Regions from separate parts of the Mus musculus genome. Here all the other regions are linked to region 1. The links are chromatin contacts, called in public HiChIP or PLAC-seq maps. All regions are on one chromosome and are shown on one strand. Each heading gives the region's core, a stretch centred on a gene start, on an enhancer-like site or on the middle of the called end of the contact. The rest is flanking DNA. Distances are from core to core; before and after follow the strand shown. Region 1 holds the start of Psmd3 (proteasome (prosome, macropain) 26S subunit, non-ATPase, 3). Region 2 holds the start of Pcgf2 (polycomb group ring finger 2). Region 3 holds the start of Lasp1 (LIM and SH3 protein 1). Region 4 holds the start of Fbxo47 (F-box protein 47). Region 5 overlaps Stac2 (SH3 and cysteine rich domain 2).

What was found. HiChIP or PLAC-seq counts read pairs in DNA pulled down with a chosen protein or histone mark.
Region 2: a contact with region 1 is called in a FOXA1 HiChIP or PLAC-seq map of pancreatic cancer cells. The contact joins the promoter of Pcgf2 here to the promoter of Psmd3 in region 1. A contact is called at or near these places in 2 of 115 datasets of contacts at active chromatin or transcription factors (pancreatic cancer cells and pro-B cells).
Region 3: a contact with region 1 is called in an H3K27ac HiChIP or PLAC-seq map of large pre-B cells, with 4 times the contacts expected there. The contact joins the promoter of Lasp1 here to the promoter of Psmd3 in region 1. A contact is called at or near these places in 2 of 39 promoter capture datasets (liver and pre-B cells), 1 of 484 Hi-C or Micro-C datasets (B cells) and 1 of 115 datasets of contacts at active chromatin or transcription factors (large pre-B cells).
Region 4: a contact with region 1 is called in an H3K27ac HiChIP or PLAC-seq map of large pre-B cells, with 6 times the contacts expected there. The contact joins the promoter of Fbxo47 here to the promoter of Psmd3 in region 1.
Region 5: an HNF4G HiChIP or PLAC-seq map of pancreatic cancer cells shows a contact between it and region 1. The contact joins the enhancer-like site here to the promoter of Psmd3 in region 1. A contact is called at or near these places in 1 of 484 Hi-C or Micro-C datasets (embryonic stem cells), 3 of 115 datasets of contacts at active chromatin or transcription factors (large pre-B cells, pancreatic cancer cells and regulatory T cell precursor) and 1 of 9 other capture datasets (liver).

The regions. Positions count from the first base shown.
Region 1 is chr11:98,681,203-98,683,987 of GRCm38.p6, forward strand. It overlaps Psmd3 (proteasome (prosome, macropain) 26S subunit, non-ATPase, 3), which reads left to right and starts at 1,352. Exons shown (of 12, transcript NM_009439.1): 1 at 1,352-1,735. The coding sequence starts at 1,528.
Region 2 is chr11:97,698,207-97,700,991 of GRCm38.p6, forward strand. Pcgf2 (polycomb group ring finger 2) reads right to left here and starts at 1,442. Exons shown (of 10, transcript NM_001163308.1): 1 at 1,330-1,442.
Region 3 is chr11:97,798,129-97,800,913 of GRCm38.p6, forward strand. It overlaps Lasp1 (LIM and SH3 protein 1), which reads left to right and starts at 1,437. Exons shown (of 7, transcript NM_010688.5): 1 at 1,437-1,734. The coding sequence starts at 1,666. n-TCgca51 (a tRNA gene) reads right to left here and starts at 849; the gene lies at 778-849.
Region 4 is chr11:97,882,765-97,885,549 of GRCm38.p6, forward strand. Fbxo47 (F-box protein 47) reads right to left here and starts at 1,390. Exons shown (of 11, transcript NM_001081435.1): 1 at 1,159-1,390.
Region 5 is chr11:98,034,686-98,037,470 of GRCm38.p6, forward strand. It overlaps Stac2 (SH3 and cysteine rich domain 2), which reads right to left. Exons shown (of 11, transcript NM_146028.4): 11 at 1,939-2,785. Among named protein-coding and RNA genes, the nearest start is that of Rpl19, 9.2 kb to the left of the region's middle. Within about 2 kb of position 1,411, at least 142 of the 459 cell types and tissues checked have an H3K27ac peak or open chromatin away from gene starts, as enhancers often do. A contact at or near this core is called in pancreatic cancer cells, where this site is marked.

The DNA of each region.
Region 1 (2,785 bases), core at 102-2,601:
TGTAAGTGAAGAAAATATCTAATTAAAAAAAAAAGCATTTATGCTTAGTAGTGGTGGCAAATGCTTGTAATTCCAGCATTTGGGAAGCAGAGTGAGTTCCCAGACATCCAGGGCAATACAGAAAAACCTTTAAAAAAAAAAAAAAAGCATTTATTTATGGGGGAGGGGAACTCGAGCCTCAGCATGCTTATGGAGGTCAGAGAAAAGCGTGAGACTCAGTTCTCTCCTTCTACCATGGGACCCAGGGATCAAACTCGTGTCTTCATACTTGGCAAGCACCTTTACTCACTTGAGCCATCTCACCACCCCCTCAACATTACTTTCTTTTTTTTTTCTTTTTTTGGAGACAGGGTCTTTTTGTGTAGTTCCCGCTGTCCTGGAGCTTGCTATGTAGACCAGGCTGGCCTTGAACTCAAAGATCTCCCTAGTGCTGAGATTAAAGTTGTGTACCACTGAGATTAAAATTATGTACCACACCTAGCCCTACATTACATTCTTGAGCTGGTGTTTGTTTGTTTGTTTACTTTTTCGGGAAAGGGTTTCTCCGTGTAGCCCTGGTGGTCCCGGAACTCACTCTGTAAACCATGCTGAGCCTCGAACTCACAGAAACCCACCCGTCTCTGCTTCCTGAGTGCTGGGATAAAAGGCATGCACCACCACGCTGGGCATGTTGGGTTTTTCAACAATCTTATATATACTGGCCCTGAGCAGTATACAACGTGGACTCCTATTATTAAATTTGACTAATTCTACACAAATACACACGACCCCCACATTCCCAGGCTGCAGAGAAGGTATGCCTTATACTCAGCATTATACAAAAATTTGACAAGGAAGTTCGGATGCCCTGGGGGTTGAGCTCAGTTTATCGAAAGCCAAACAGCCTAGCTACACGTCCACAAGCTCCTTTTCTTTCTGGTGCTGGAAGCATCTGGCGGGCGTTGAGAGCACGAGCCTGGCGGATTTCATTGGGGACCTGACCCGCGCAAACTGGGAGAGCTTGACCGGGGCGGGGGTTAGGGGGGTGGAGAGGAATCTGCCCGGCAACTCATGATGTCATCCCCATCTGAGCTCCGATAGGTCCTACCCACTTACATGTTAGAGTCTGTTGTAGCCCAGCTTGGAGTCTAAAGTGACCTCTCGCGGACATCCAAAGATGTACACTAGAGAGGAAGATAAAATCACCACTCTCAGGTCCCACAAATTCCTGCAGACTCCTCCCAGTTCCTAGAAGGTCCGCCTTCATCGTTTCTTGAAGACTCCTCCCACTTCCTAGAAGATCCGCCTTCATCGTGCACCTCGGCTGTTGATTTATTTTCCCTCCCTGGACTCGGCCATCTGCTCGCCATGCCTGGCATTTCCCAGAAGCCCCAGCGCCGGGAAGGAGTTTGCAGCTGCTCGGTCATCGTGCGGCCCGACGCGAGCCCGCGCTGGTGTGCAGGCCCGGCTCTGTGCCTGGTCTCTGGTGTGAGGGTTTACGCGAGGCCCCTGCTTCGGTCCCCGGACTAGGCCTCGACCCCGGGCGCCATGAAGCAGGAGGGCTCGGCGCGGCGCCGAGGCGCCGACAAGGCAAAGCCGCCGCCGGGAGGGGAACAAGAACCGCCGCCACCGGCCCCCCAGGATGTGGAGATGAAAGAGGAGGCAGCAGCTGGGAGCGGCTCCACGGGGGAGGGAGACGGCAAGGCAGCTGCGACCGAGCACTCCCAGAGAGAGCTGGACACTGTCACCTTAGAAGGTACGGGAGCCCACGTCGGGGTCGTGCCGCGATCACCGGTGACAGCGGCCAGGGTGATGCGACTTCTTGCTGGGACCTCTGCGTAGCCTCCACCTACCTTGGTTCCTTCGGTCAATGGAGCTGGGGTCAGAAGTGCCCGCCCAACCACCCTGACTCCCTCGACCCCAGCCGATGACCGAACCTGTTCTCCAGTCTGCGGACTGCTCTCCTCCTCTGGGGTTGCATCTTAGTCTCACCGAGCCTTTTCTTCAGTCCTTCCCAGTGATCTACTCCATCCGACCGATTCTAGCGCCTGTTATTGCTATGTAGAAAGTAGCATTTGTATTTGTGTCTAGAGAAACCAGGGTAACAGATTACACTAGCCTCTTAGTTTAAGAGTTTATAAAAATGGGTTCTGTAGCTCTAGGCTCCTTTAGCAAACTCCCTCGGAGAGCCATTTCTACCTTCTGCCTTCCTTCTGTAGTTGAAGCATCTAAACTAAAAGTCCCGGTGCACTTTTCCACTCTCTTAAGGACCTTACCCCTCCTTTCCTAAAGAGTTCAAGCACACGCACGCTTTTACTTCTGAATCAGACCCCCTCCCCCCCCACCCCTGCCTTCTTTCTCTTTTAGTTTATAATGCCTACCTGTGGCCCCGACTCCTATAAGCCAACACCAGAGACCCGTTCTCAGGCTCCTATTGTCCCCTTGTCCCGCTTAAGTTGCTCTTTTACTTTTTCCACTTAGTATATCTTGTCCATGTGCGCGCGATGAGACTTTTCCGGGTGATCTGTAGTTTTTTCTCTCTGTGTGTGTGTGTGTGTGTGTGTGTGTGTGTGTGTGTCTCAACTGCACGAGAAACTACTTTAAAACATGGTGATAGGCCAAGTCATGCCCTGAGTTGTACTTTTGAGTGTAAGTATGTATAGACTGCATCAACTCCCATTCTAAACTTGGTAACAAGATCTGTATACAGTAAAGGTCTTCTTTCCTGAAATAAAAGTTTCCAGTGGCAGAAATGTCACTCAGCATCGTGAAATATTTCATGGTTTGTATTCACTGTAGAAATTCT
Region 2 (2,785 bases), core at 192-2,691, 980 kb before region 1:
TATGTTGGGGGTGGGGGTGGGGTTGTCATGAGTTTCGGGAACAGCACAACTGCAAGAAGTCCAGAGAGGGAGGCCCAAGACTGTGAGAGCCAGCTAAGAGAAGCCCCTCCCTCAGCGAGAGGAAGACCAAAAGAGACTGAGGCAACATGGGGGATGGCGGGAGCTCGGCCGGGGGCTACGAGAGACAAAGACGCAGGGACAGCTCTAGGTAACACCTGTACATACTTAAACATATTTAAATTTACACATACACACACCCTTCTCGATCAAGCAACCACAGCAATTTTGGATAGACCCGGGAAGTGAGGGATGGAAGAGTAGGGGGCTTGCCTAGACGCCCCTGGGAGTCAGGAAGGGCGCGGGGCGTCTGCAGGCTCAGGGTTCCCCGGGTTTCAGAGCTAGCAGCGGCAGAGCTCAAGGAGAAAAGAGTAGCCGCTTCCCTTTTCGCCTCCTGTGGCAGAAGGGCCAGCTCATCAGACCCCTTGGCCACTCATGAAAAGACAGAGCATGCTAAATCTCTCCTCACTCCCGTTCTTTCCCCTCCACCCTTGCTTCCCCGCGAAGCCTAGGTCAAAGGATCAGGCACCCCCAGTGACCGAGTGGCCACTCCTTCCCTCCCTAGAGCCAAAGTTTGGTGGGGCCCCGGGAGGGAGGTAGGGAAAAGCTCAGCCGAGGTGGTTCAGGGAGGGGGCGGGGCGCCTCGCACCGGGACGAAAGGGACCTCTGGGGGAGGTGCCCAAGATCCCGACCCCAGGAGTTAGGGCGCCCTCCCTCGGCCACCAGAAAGCCAAGTCCCCTTCCTCCGGGCCTCAAGTCCTCGCGCGTCTACCACGCTCACTGCCCACTCGGGAGGCGACCCTTGCCCGACTCGAAGGGGCCGAGCCACAGTCTGCTCCAGCTTGTGGAGATCCTCGGGTCGGGGGCGGAGGGGGGGGCGAGACCCACCCTAGCGTATGTCCCCAAAGCCCTCGTGGCCGCCCGGACCCTCCCCCTCGATACCTCGCAAGCAGGGTCTTAGCAGGGGGCTGCTGCACAAAGAGGAGGTGGTCGAGGGAGACTCCAAATCGTTAAGAGGGGGAATCCACTTCGGCCATCTTGGAAGGGAGGAAAGGAAAAAAAAAGAGAGAGAGACCGGGAACGAGAGAAAGAAAGGCGGACCGGGCGAGCTTGGACAGCGGCTGGCGGGGCGGGAAGGGACGCGGGCGGCAGGCCAGGCCGGGGCTCCCGGCTCCCATTGGGGTCTGCGGGGAAAGGTGAACGGGTCCCGGTCGCCAGCCCTAGACGCTTACGAGGTAGCAAGGAGGCAAGCGCGAGTCGGCGTCCGCTTACCTGGCTTCGGGGTCCGGTGGGTCTCGGGGAGGGGGGGATGGGAGGGAGGGAGGGAAGGGAGGGGAGGGGGACCACAGCCCTGTCGCTCGCTCGGTCGGCGGGAGGGGAGAAACCTATGATAAGAAAGGAGTTTGTAAGAGCAGCTTGGGGAGGGGAGGGGACCAGAGGGGAGGGGAGGGGCCGTGGGGGGGGGCAAAATGGCTTTTTTCCTCCAGACAAGAGTAGGTCCCGCCCACTACTCACCCACGTGACCTCATTCCTTCAGGATGTTTGCAGAGAGGGAAAGAGGAGGGGGAGAGGCTAGCTCAGCTGCTCCCCACCGCCTTGCGCTGGGCTTCCCCCAAACCAAGAGGAGACCACCTCTTATCCAAGCAGATCCCTTGAACCCGGAGGAAAGGTCCTATTGTGTTACCTTCAGTCATGAAACCACCACCTCCTCCTAAAATAAGTGTGTTCTCCCCACTTCCACCGACTCTGCGATCCCTACCCTAGCTGGGGAGCTTGGAAAATGGTGAGATGCAGACTGGGCGGAAATGTGTCTCGCGGCACCCGGTGCGTCGCCGCTACCAAAGGGCGCTTGGGCGGGGGACGCGGCGCCGCTGGCCACGCGTCCGAGTGAGGTTCGCTCACTCCAGCTGAATCCCTTGGGATTCCTAAGTGCGTGTGTGATCCCCCCCCGAGCGTGACCTCACCGCCTCCCCACACCGATTCGGGGTCCTCGCACCTCGCGGGAAACGCACGGTGGCCTCGGGGCTTGGCTGTGGCCGAGGCTGGCGCGCTCAGCGTGCTCGGGCGGAGAAGAATGGAACGCAGTCCGGGGCGGGGAGAGCAGCCCGAGACACGAACTCGGGCGCCGAGCCAGAGACACAATAACTAGCCGAATTCGAGAGGCCCCGACGCAATAGGAAGCGAGGAGTCGAGAGAGGACGCGCGCCTTTTCGCCGCCGGTGCGCCTCCCTCGCGGCCGCGGAGGGGCCGGCGAGCGCGAAGGTGGCTGGTGCCAGCCCACTCCGACTGTCGCCCTCGGCTCCACCCAGCGCTCGCTCTCCGGTCCCCAGCGGCTCCGGGCCCCGGGCAGAGTAGGAAGGAGAGCTAGAAGAGACGGCGCCAAGGAAGCGAATCGATTCTGCGTTACCACAAGAACCGTGGACCTCAATAGGTCGCTCGATTTCGCTGATTCGTTACTTATGATTTATTGGGGGGTGGCCACTGTGACTGTCCCTCCAAAGAGCTCGATTATCCGGCCTGAAAAGCCTTTAAGCGCCTGGTGGGTTGGCTCGAGTAAGGAACGAATCTTTGTCGAGCCTGCCTCCTCTCCTTGTTCCAAGCCTAAAGCAGTCCCGAAGTGAGTGCTTTTATACACTGGACCGCTTATCAGGAGCCCTGTGAAGTCTGTCCGCCCAGTGACCCCACCAGCCTCAGCTCTCAGCCTGCAGAGCCGAATGACGGTGTAAAG
Region 3 (2,785 bases), core at 187-2,686, 880 kb before region 1:
GCTAGATACCTGTCCCCTGTTGAGGATTTGAAACTTGATAGCGTTGTGGTAATAATATTCTGGTGATCCTCAAAGAGCGGTCCTTGCGTCCTTGAATGATTTACCTGACAAATCCGCCAAAGAGCTAACTGCCAAGGCCTTCCTCAGCATCTACACAATCGGAAACTGGGGACGTTTTAATGAGCCCCCCCCTCCCCCAGGTCACTCTAGAGCACGCACAAGTTGTGAAAACCACTGCATTCATTTATATTACTTGGCTTTGGGGTCTTGTTCTTTTGCAGTGAAGGGAGCTGACGAGTGCTCCTCCCGGTTTCACGGTCTCGGAGCGCTTTTACTCGGTCCACGTCACCAAGTCACAATGAAACGTGAGGATATAGAATAATAAGGATCATAGAATGAAACGAAAAAGGGAAAGGAAAGCTTAGGTTGGAGAAGGGCTATGTCCGCAAGTTTCCCTTTTTTGATTGACCCTTGACCCTCAACGGACACACACCGTCAACCTGGGGAGTGACCTTGGCTTCCGAACCCAAAGTGTGGAACAATCCAATTCAAATTCACAAGCATACCATGGGCAGAAATCTCCAGGACTCTGGCGCCAATCAAATAAAGTCGTGCAACTTCTGCTTGGTACGAGGCAAAACGAAGGCTTTTCTGCTCAGATTTAAAAGGAGGAGTGGCCTTTATCTTTTTACCTGTTTTAATGACCCAGGGTCGAATCAAGATCATACTTGTATTGAAACGTATTTTTATTGTCATTGAAGAGAGGAAAAGACTCTGAGGGGGCACCCGGATTTGAACCAGGGACCTCTTGATCTGCAGTCAAATGCTCTACCACTGAGCTATACCCCCGCACCGACGCGCAGCTTGAAGCAATCTCTTTTCAGTCTTAAGATGCTGTCGCAGCTGCTACACAGGTAGAATAGGGGCAAGAGAAAAGAATGGAAGAGCAAAGGCGGCCAAGCTGAAAGCAGAGGATGCCTGAATCCGAAGAATCCATGGGAAAGCTGCAGCGCAGAGGGGCGGGGAGGGTGAACGTACGGAGGTGCTGAGTCCAAAGGGAAAGGGACAGGTACCTATGTGGGAGAGGATGTGGGCGGGAAGGGAACTAGCTGGGGGGCGGGGCGGGGCAAGGGGTGGTTTCCCCGCAGGTTGATGCTGGGGACCCACGGGTTTAAGGAAAGTCCCCCAGTCTAGAGAATCTGTACTATCCCCACCATCGTCGGGTGCGTGGGGTTGCCCCCTCTCATGGGAAATCGGGCTCTGCCACACTCGCGTCTGTTTCTCCAGCGCGGGAAGGGCCATGGCCCGGGCCCGTCCTCGGTCGCGGAGCCCAGGGGCACGTGCACCCCGAGAGCTCAGGGGCTCCTGCACTCCCGTCCCGCAGTCCTCCCTGGAACCCGCCCCCACGCAGCCCCACGTCGCCCGGGGAGCGCGCCTGGTCGCGCGCGCCTCTTTCCGCGCCCGAGGCGCGTCCCCGCCCTAGCCAGTGCAGCCCCTCCTCCCCACTGTGTTTATTAGGGGAAGGAGGGCGGAGGCGGAGGCCAGTTCCCCAGTTCCAGTCGCCGTCGCCTGCACAGTTGCAGCCGCCGCCTCCCACCAGCTCGCCCAAGGAAAAGGGAACGCGCGCGAATACGGGCGTCCCCGCCCCAGTCTTTCCCCGGAACCATGAACCCTAACTGTGCCCGGTGCGGCAAGATCGTGTACCCCACGGAGAAGGTGAACTGTCTGGATAAGGTGAGCTCGGGTACCGGGCGCTGCGAGCTAGCCAGTGCTAGTGCAGCTCTCCATCAGGGGAGGAAAGAGGGGCCGGGTCTTTGCGGGCTCTTCCCTGCGCTCCCCAGAGCAGGTAAGGAAGGCGGGAGGCGACTTGGGGTGTGGGGACAGACCCCAGTCTGGAACCTGGGAGGTCCAAGGCGAGGTGGTGAGCAGCCACCGCTGGAGATGGGTGGCCTCTGTGCATCGAGGTTAGGAGGGCTGGAAGGAAGGGCGGAAGAGCACCAGGGAACCGGGTTCCCCGGGTGTGTGCAGGAGGTTAGAGGTGCAGTCCCGCCCCCCGGGCCGGGAGTGAGAGGGGAGACGGCCGCTCCCTTTCCCCGCGGCGGCCAGCGCCAAGTAGGCGGAAGCGCGGGGCGCTGGGGGGAGGGGGCGGCGGGGGCGGGGCGGAGGCTGGGGCCGGCGCTACCCGCCCGGCTTGGGCTGCCGGTAGCCTGGCTTCCTGGCTTGGAAGCTGCGTCGGGTCCTTCGTCCAGCGAGTGTCAATTGTGGTGAAAGGGATTTAGGGGCAGCGCCGGAATCTCACTGCGAGACCCCCTCTTTTTGAACGACCTGCTGGTCCCCTCCTTGCTTTTTTTGTGGTTGGGGAACCCGCAGACCTCCTTCATAGCTTCCCCAACCCCCAATTCAAATTGCAAGCCACTCCGGGTGATCGGCTGCCCAGTCGGAGCTGGGCGGGGTAGGGAGTGGGGAGGACGCTTCTTGGAGATCTGAAATTGTGCTCAGCCTGGAGACCAGCTTAGAGAACAAAGAGCTAACTTTTCAGAGCTGTTTTCTCCGATGGAGGGTGGGATTGGCCGAGTTCTGAGGAAGCAGACGAAAAGGAGTTTTTTAAGAGGAGGGGGGTAGCCTTCTGGAAATCAGCTGGCCCCTAGGGGCTCTTACGCATCCCCCGGCCCAGGCTGGACCCGATCATCTGTTTGCCATTACACTTTTGCAAGGGGGACTGAAGGGTAGATCTGGGTGTTTCCGGTACAGTTTGAGATGGGACCCTTCTGCCTTGTTCTGAACC
Region 4 (2,785 bases), core at 140-2,639, 800 kb before region 1:
AATTCCAAGTGGAAGAATTCTGATTGACTTAATTAAAAAGGTTGTTATTAATTTTAATTTTTCTTTTGTTCTCTTTCTTTCTTACCTTTTTTTTTTTCCTTATTTTCTCTGTGTAATAATGCTGGCTGTCCTGGGACTCACTCAGTAGACCAGGCTGGCCTCACAGAGATCCAGTCACACAGATCCATCTGCCTCTGCCTACCAAGTGTTGAGATTAAGGGCGTGCAACACCACTGCCATGCTTACTACAGAATTTTCAAGTATTTTTACTATAATAAAACATAAATTTGCTTTTTCTTCCAGAAACTTCCATCCTAGTCAGACTAGTGTGGGGCTAAACAACCTCCTCCCAGGGGTCTTTATCACCTATTAAGGGTATAGACATAACGTGTATGTATAATTTTTCACTTAAATCTCTGAGAGAAAAAAAACAAAAACCAACTGATCCCAGTTATTTCAAAACTTAGACTCAACTGGCGAACAGCTATAGTCCCAGCAACAAGGGAGACAAAGGCTGAGTTCGAGGTCAGCCTGGTCTGTGGGAGTCTAACAGTGCAAGTCCCACAGCAGCTGGGGTGGTTTCACAAAGAAACACTGTAGTGGAAACAAACTAACAAACAAACAAAAAGCCAACAAAACAAAAGAAAACAAAACCCCAACATTTAAGTCTCCCTTTCCTCCCTCAGACCTATTTTAGGGGTGGAGGAGCGCAGGATTTTGTGGAAACAGTACCTATTTCCTACCAAACTCTTCCTGCTTTCCCCTTAGCCTGAAGGTACGAAGCGCACAAGCCCTGTGACAATGGGATACAGTTTTTCCCTTGTGGCTCCCCGGCGGGCGTGGAACTCTCGAGCCTCCTGCCTCGGCCTCCGAGGAGCCGGTGACAGGCAGCACTGCCCCGCCCACGCACCGAGAACGGGGCGGGTCTAAGGGCGCCGACCTCGTCCCTGCCCCCACACCCTCTTCCGGAGGGGAAAAAATACCCCAGCAAGTCACCGCGCTTTGTCTTAACGTTCCTTTGCCAGCGCTAAACACCGCCAAAGAGGTCACCTAGGGAACCAGAGCAGAAACTGGCCCGCATAAAAATCAAATAGGACCTGCTGAAAAACACGCAATTATTTCTACCGGAAGTACTGGGGAATATAAAACACTTGTTACCACAGATTTCGACAGTTTTTCCGGCTACAGTATCACAGGAAAGTGGGATTTAGTCGTCTCGTCCCACCATCCTCAGATTTCACAAATACTTAAAAATAAAAATAAATAAAAAATTAAAAAAAAAAATCTCCTCAGGCTTTTCCCGCCAGATAATGGGGGCGGATCCTGCTCCGCTCTCTCCGCTCCGCCCCGGAGCTGCGTCCTCAGCTCTCGGGCGCCCCCGTCGCCTCAAGTAGATTTTAGAATTCTCCCAGGAGCCCCAGCGGGAGGAGGCTCCGCCCCCTCATGAATATCGAGCAGCCTCGCCTCCTCTGCCCCTCCCCTCATGAATATTCAGAGATCTCCCGGGAACCCTGCGGGCGGAGCCTCACCCTCTCAAGAAAGGATGAGACGCCGGGATCCTCGGCTCTTTTGCCTCCTCTCTTGAATCGCTCGGAGCACTCCCAGGAGTCCACGCACGGGAGGAGGCCCCACCCCCTCGCGAATAGAAAGAAACCTCGGCTCTTCAGTCTTTCCCTTATGAATACCCAGAACCTTCTCGGGAAACGCCCCCAAGCAGGCCACGCCCTCTCATGAATACTAAGCAGAGGCTCCCATGGTGCCCTCCTGTTCAGGGATGTTATTCGGAGTGAGGCCCTTAAAAGCCCGTGCTACCTCCATTTTAGACACCAAGTTGCTGAACGGGAGAAACGGGAGCTCTTATGGTAGGGTAAGTGGGGAGGCTGTAAATGGAGATCTCAAACTTGGAGGAGTTATACGCTCCACTACGTTTTTTTACACTCAGGTTTTAAAAAAAAGATTTTATTTACTTTACGTTTAGGAGTCCACTTTTGCTGTCTTCAGACACCCAGAAGAGGGCATCAGTTCTCATCACAGATGGTTATGAGCCACCATGTGGGTGCTGGGAATTGAACTCAGGACCTCTGGAAGAGCAGTCAGTGCTCTTAACCACTGAGCCATCTCTCCATCCCTACACTCAGTTTTAAGGCAGTTTCCGATTCACTCTTCCCCTGGGCCAACAGGATCTGTCACAAGAGCTTTTCATTAAAAAGTTGTTAGATGCCTGGTGTGATGGCATTTCCCGATGGAGGCAGGAGGCTAAACCAGCCTAAGCTACTTGAGAATCTGGCTCAACCACCCCACCCCCAAAGCCCTTAATATTAAATTCTCATTTATTTACAGATTCTGTGTCTTTTTCTTTTCTCTTTTTCTTTGAGACAAGGTCTTGTTGGGTAGTGCTAGGCTAGCCTAAACCTCTGACTCTTGCATGAGCCAGTTACAGTGCTGGGATTACAAAAATCATGATCCAGTATGCAGGGCTTGATTCAGATGGAAGCCTGCAGTGGGGCAGGCTGTCTGGGAGGCCTTAAAGATATAACAGAATGATACATATTATTTGAGACTGGGTCTCTTGTAGTCCAGGCCTCCTAGACTCCTCAGGTACATAGGCATATATATTCAGGAAAAACACCTATCCACATAGAAACACAAGAAAACCAAACAACCAGTTAAAGTAGATAACAGATACCCTGACTTCCCTGGGTTGGAGTAGCCTAGCGGTAGAATGCTTGCCTAGAACACACTGGAGCCTAGTTTCCACCCCTAGCATCCTCAAAGTCCTGACTTC
Region 5 (2,785 bases), core at 161-2,660, 650 kb before region 1:
AAAAAAAAAAAGAGCCTCACTGCCTGAGTCCCCCCAACCCCCCTCCCCCGTCTCCAGCATCTATTACCCTGTCCTTTTAGGCTTCCCCATCTCTGGCTCCTACCTTTTTCTTTCTGCATCTTCCTTGAACCCAAGTGGGGTGTACTAGGAGATCTCAGGTTGAGACAGAGGGAAGAGAGAAGGATGTGTGTAGGTCAGAGATGGCACCGGCAGCAGATTTCTGGGCATCCCCAGGCCAGCAGTGTGGCTGGTCCAGATCCCCAAGAACGGGCAGGGAGGAGGGTAGAGGCCACAGTGGGGACACCAGCTGTTCCCAGCCCCTAGGCTGGGAGCCTGCTGTCAGTAGCTCAGCCACCCGAAAAAGCTGCTGTGTTCAGCAGCGCAGCAAACAGACTGGGGGAGGGGGTCCAGGCCAGCTGCTGGCTGGTGGCAGACACTGGGTATGCATAAGGCTTCAAAGGCTTGAATTCAATATTCCTACTTGTCTCCATTCCTGGAGCTCCTGGCCAGGCCATCTCAGGCTGTCTTCTATCATGGTGGCTTAAGGCACTGAGGGATACAGGGCAGGGCAGTAAGATGTCTAGGTCCCTGATTGCTTGGTAATCCCAGACAAATCATTTAATTTCCGATTGGCATCAGTTTTCCTAAGTGTAAAAGGGGCGGGTTGTTCTGTATAAAGTGGATGACTTCCAGCAAACCACTTACCATCTCTACCCCAGTGTCCTCATCTGTCAAAGGGTTCAGCACATGGTCTGAATTATTGAGGGGACCAAATAGCATGAGGTTCCCAGCATGCTCCGTGGGCCATGCCTGGTGTTTTATTACGGGCCACGCCTGGTGTTTTTATCCTCTTCCAGGCAGGCATGGTGCTGCACACCTGTAGTCTCAGCTACTAGAGAGGTGCACCGATGCTGGAGGATCAAGAAATTCAGGAGAAGATGCCTGGATTACATAATTCTAGCTAGTCTTCAGACGCAGGCATGGTGCCTTCTACCTGCAATCTTAGCACGTGGGAGGCTGAAGTGGGACATTACTGATTCAAACCAAGACCCCATTCCCCCCCCCCCCCAAGCCATCAGATATGTGTGTGTTCCGGTTCCAGGGCGAGCAATTCTAGTAGAGGGCTGTCTTTCTTCCCTCTCCACCCTCAATCTCTATTGCTTTCATTGGATGAAGGGGCCCAAAGGATGCTCAAAGAGGAGGCGCCACAGTCTGGTCCCAGCCAGCCTACCTAACTCCAAAGGTGAAGGGAGGTGGGGACCATACTCCGATGGAGGAGTGGGTACTTGTCAAGACTGGCAGATTCCCACCCTCTTGCGGTCTGGCAGCACCACCACTGCCCTGGCCCTCCCGCAGTAGCCTCGGGCTCGCTTGCTCCCCCCTGCGCCTATAAATAGCTCAGGACACGCGAGCCGCGCTAGTGACGCGGCCAGGCAGGCGCGGGAAGGCGGCCGCTTGGCTGGAGCAGGTGGGCGGCAGCCCCAGAGGGGCGTGCGCGACCCCTCCCTCCACCGTTCCCTCCTCCTCCCCTCCCCCCATGCCAGGCATCTGATGACGGACGCTGCTGAGTCATCTCCTGGCCTCAGCGTCCTCCACTGTCCCCTCCACCACCTCTGAATCTCAGGCTTAGGGGCTGCGGAGAGAGGCGGCCTCCAAGGCTGAAGCGTGCAGGTCTGCGTCAACAAGGTCACTGTGGGTCAGTCCCCTGCGCGATTCAAGTGCACGTAGAACCCAGAAGTGACCTCAGCTCACCTCCCTAGCCTGACTTTGTTTCCCGCCTTTCTCGGGTCCCTCTGCTTCTTTCTGTGGTCCCCAAAGCTAGCGTCCTACTCTGATGCCCCTCTCAGAGCTCAATACCTCCAGTACTCTTAGCCTCCATCCCAGCCTGATACTAGCTTGCTTTCTCTATCCCAATCAGATACACCAAGCAGGCAGGCTGAGACAAGAAACATTTAATTATGGGCCTGGGGGCTCAGCAACGCCCCCGCAGACCCGTCATGCAGCCTCATGTACAGTGGGCATTGGGCCCGCCCCGGGGATTTTGCTGGGGGGGGCCCTCATGGCAGCAAACAGGGCAGTGTGGCTTTAGACCCCTTTTAGGGGGAAAATGGGGCAAGGTGTGTTGGGTAGAGAATCAGTGTCCTCTCGTTGTATGGAAGGCAAGACTGTGCCCAGAACTGAGGGGGGTGGCATTGGCTGACAGGATCAGGGCTTAAAAGGAGGATCTGAGCTTGGAAGGAGGGGCAGGTGCTGGCACCAGGAAAAAGAAGAAGCAGCCTCTTGAGGAAGAGGTCCTTTGTCCTGCCAGGAGGGCTAAGGGCTCCTAGAGCATCATTTGATGGTGGCCAAAAGAACTTTCCATAGCCTTCCTCAATCTGCCAAGGTATCCTTCCCAGGGATGGGCCCTATAGAGCCCAAACGGTAAGAAGGTAAGTTTGGTCCATCTGAGGACAGGGCTTTTAGAGAAACCAGACCTCACAACCTCAGACTCCCCTAGCTGTCTGCTTCTGGTGGTAGGGATTTCTGGAGTCCTAACAGTGAAATGTTTTGACCAAGCAAGGGCCAGCGTCTTGTTCTCCACCTGGGTCTTTGTCCAGGCTGCTCTTGGCTACCGATTTCTAGTAGACAAAGGAGAATGAGACTGTTCTGTGAGGACTGCCTTCAAGGAACAGACTCCTACGTGTTACAATCCCTTGCAGACCTCAGTCCTGACCCTGCTCTGTCGCCCAGGTTTCAAGTAATTGGAAAGATTCCTGAACTTTCCTGAGAGTTGAAGGGGTGACAG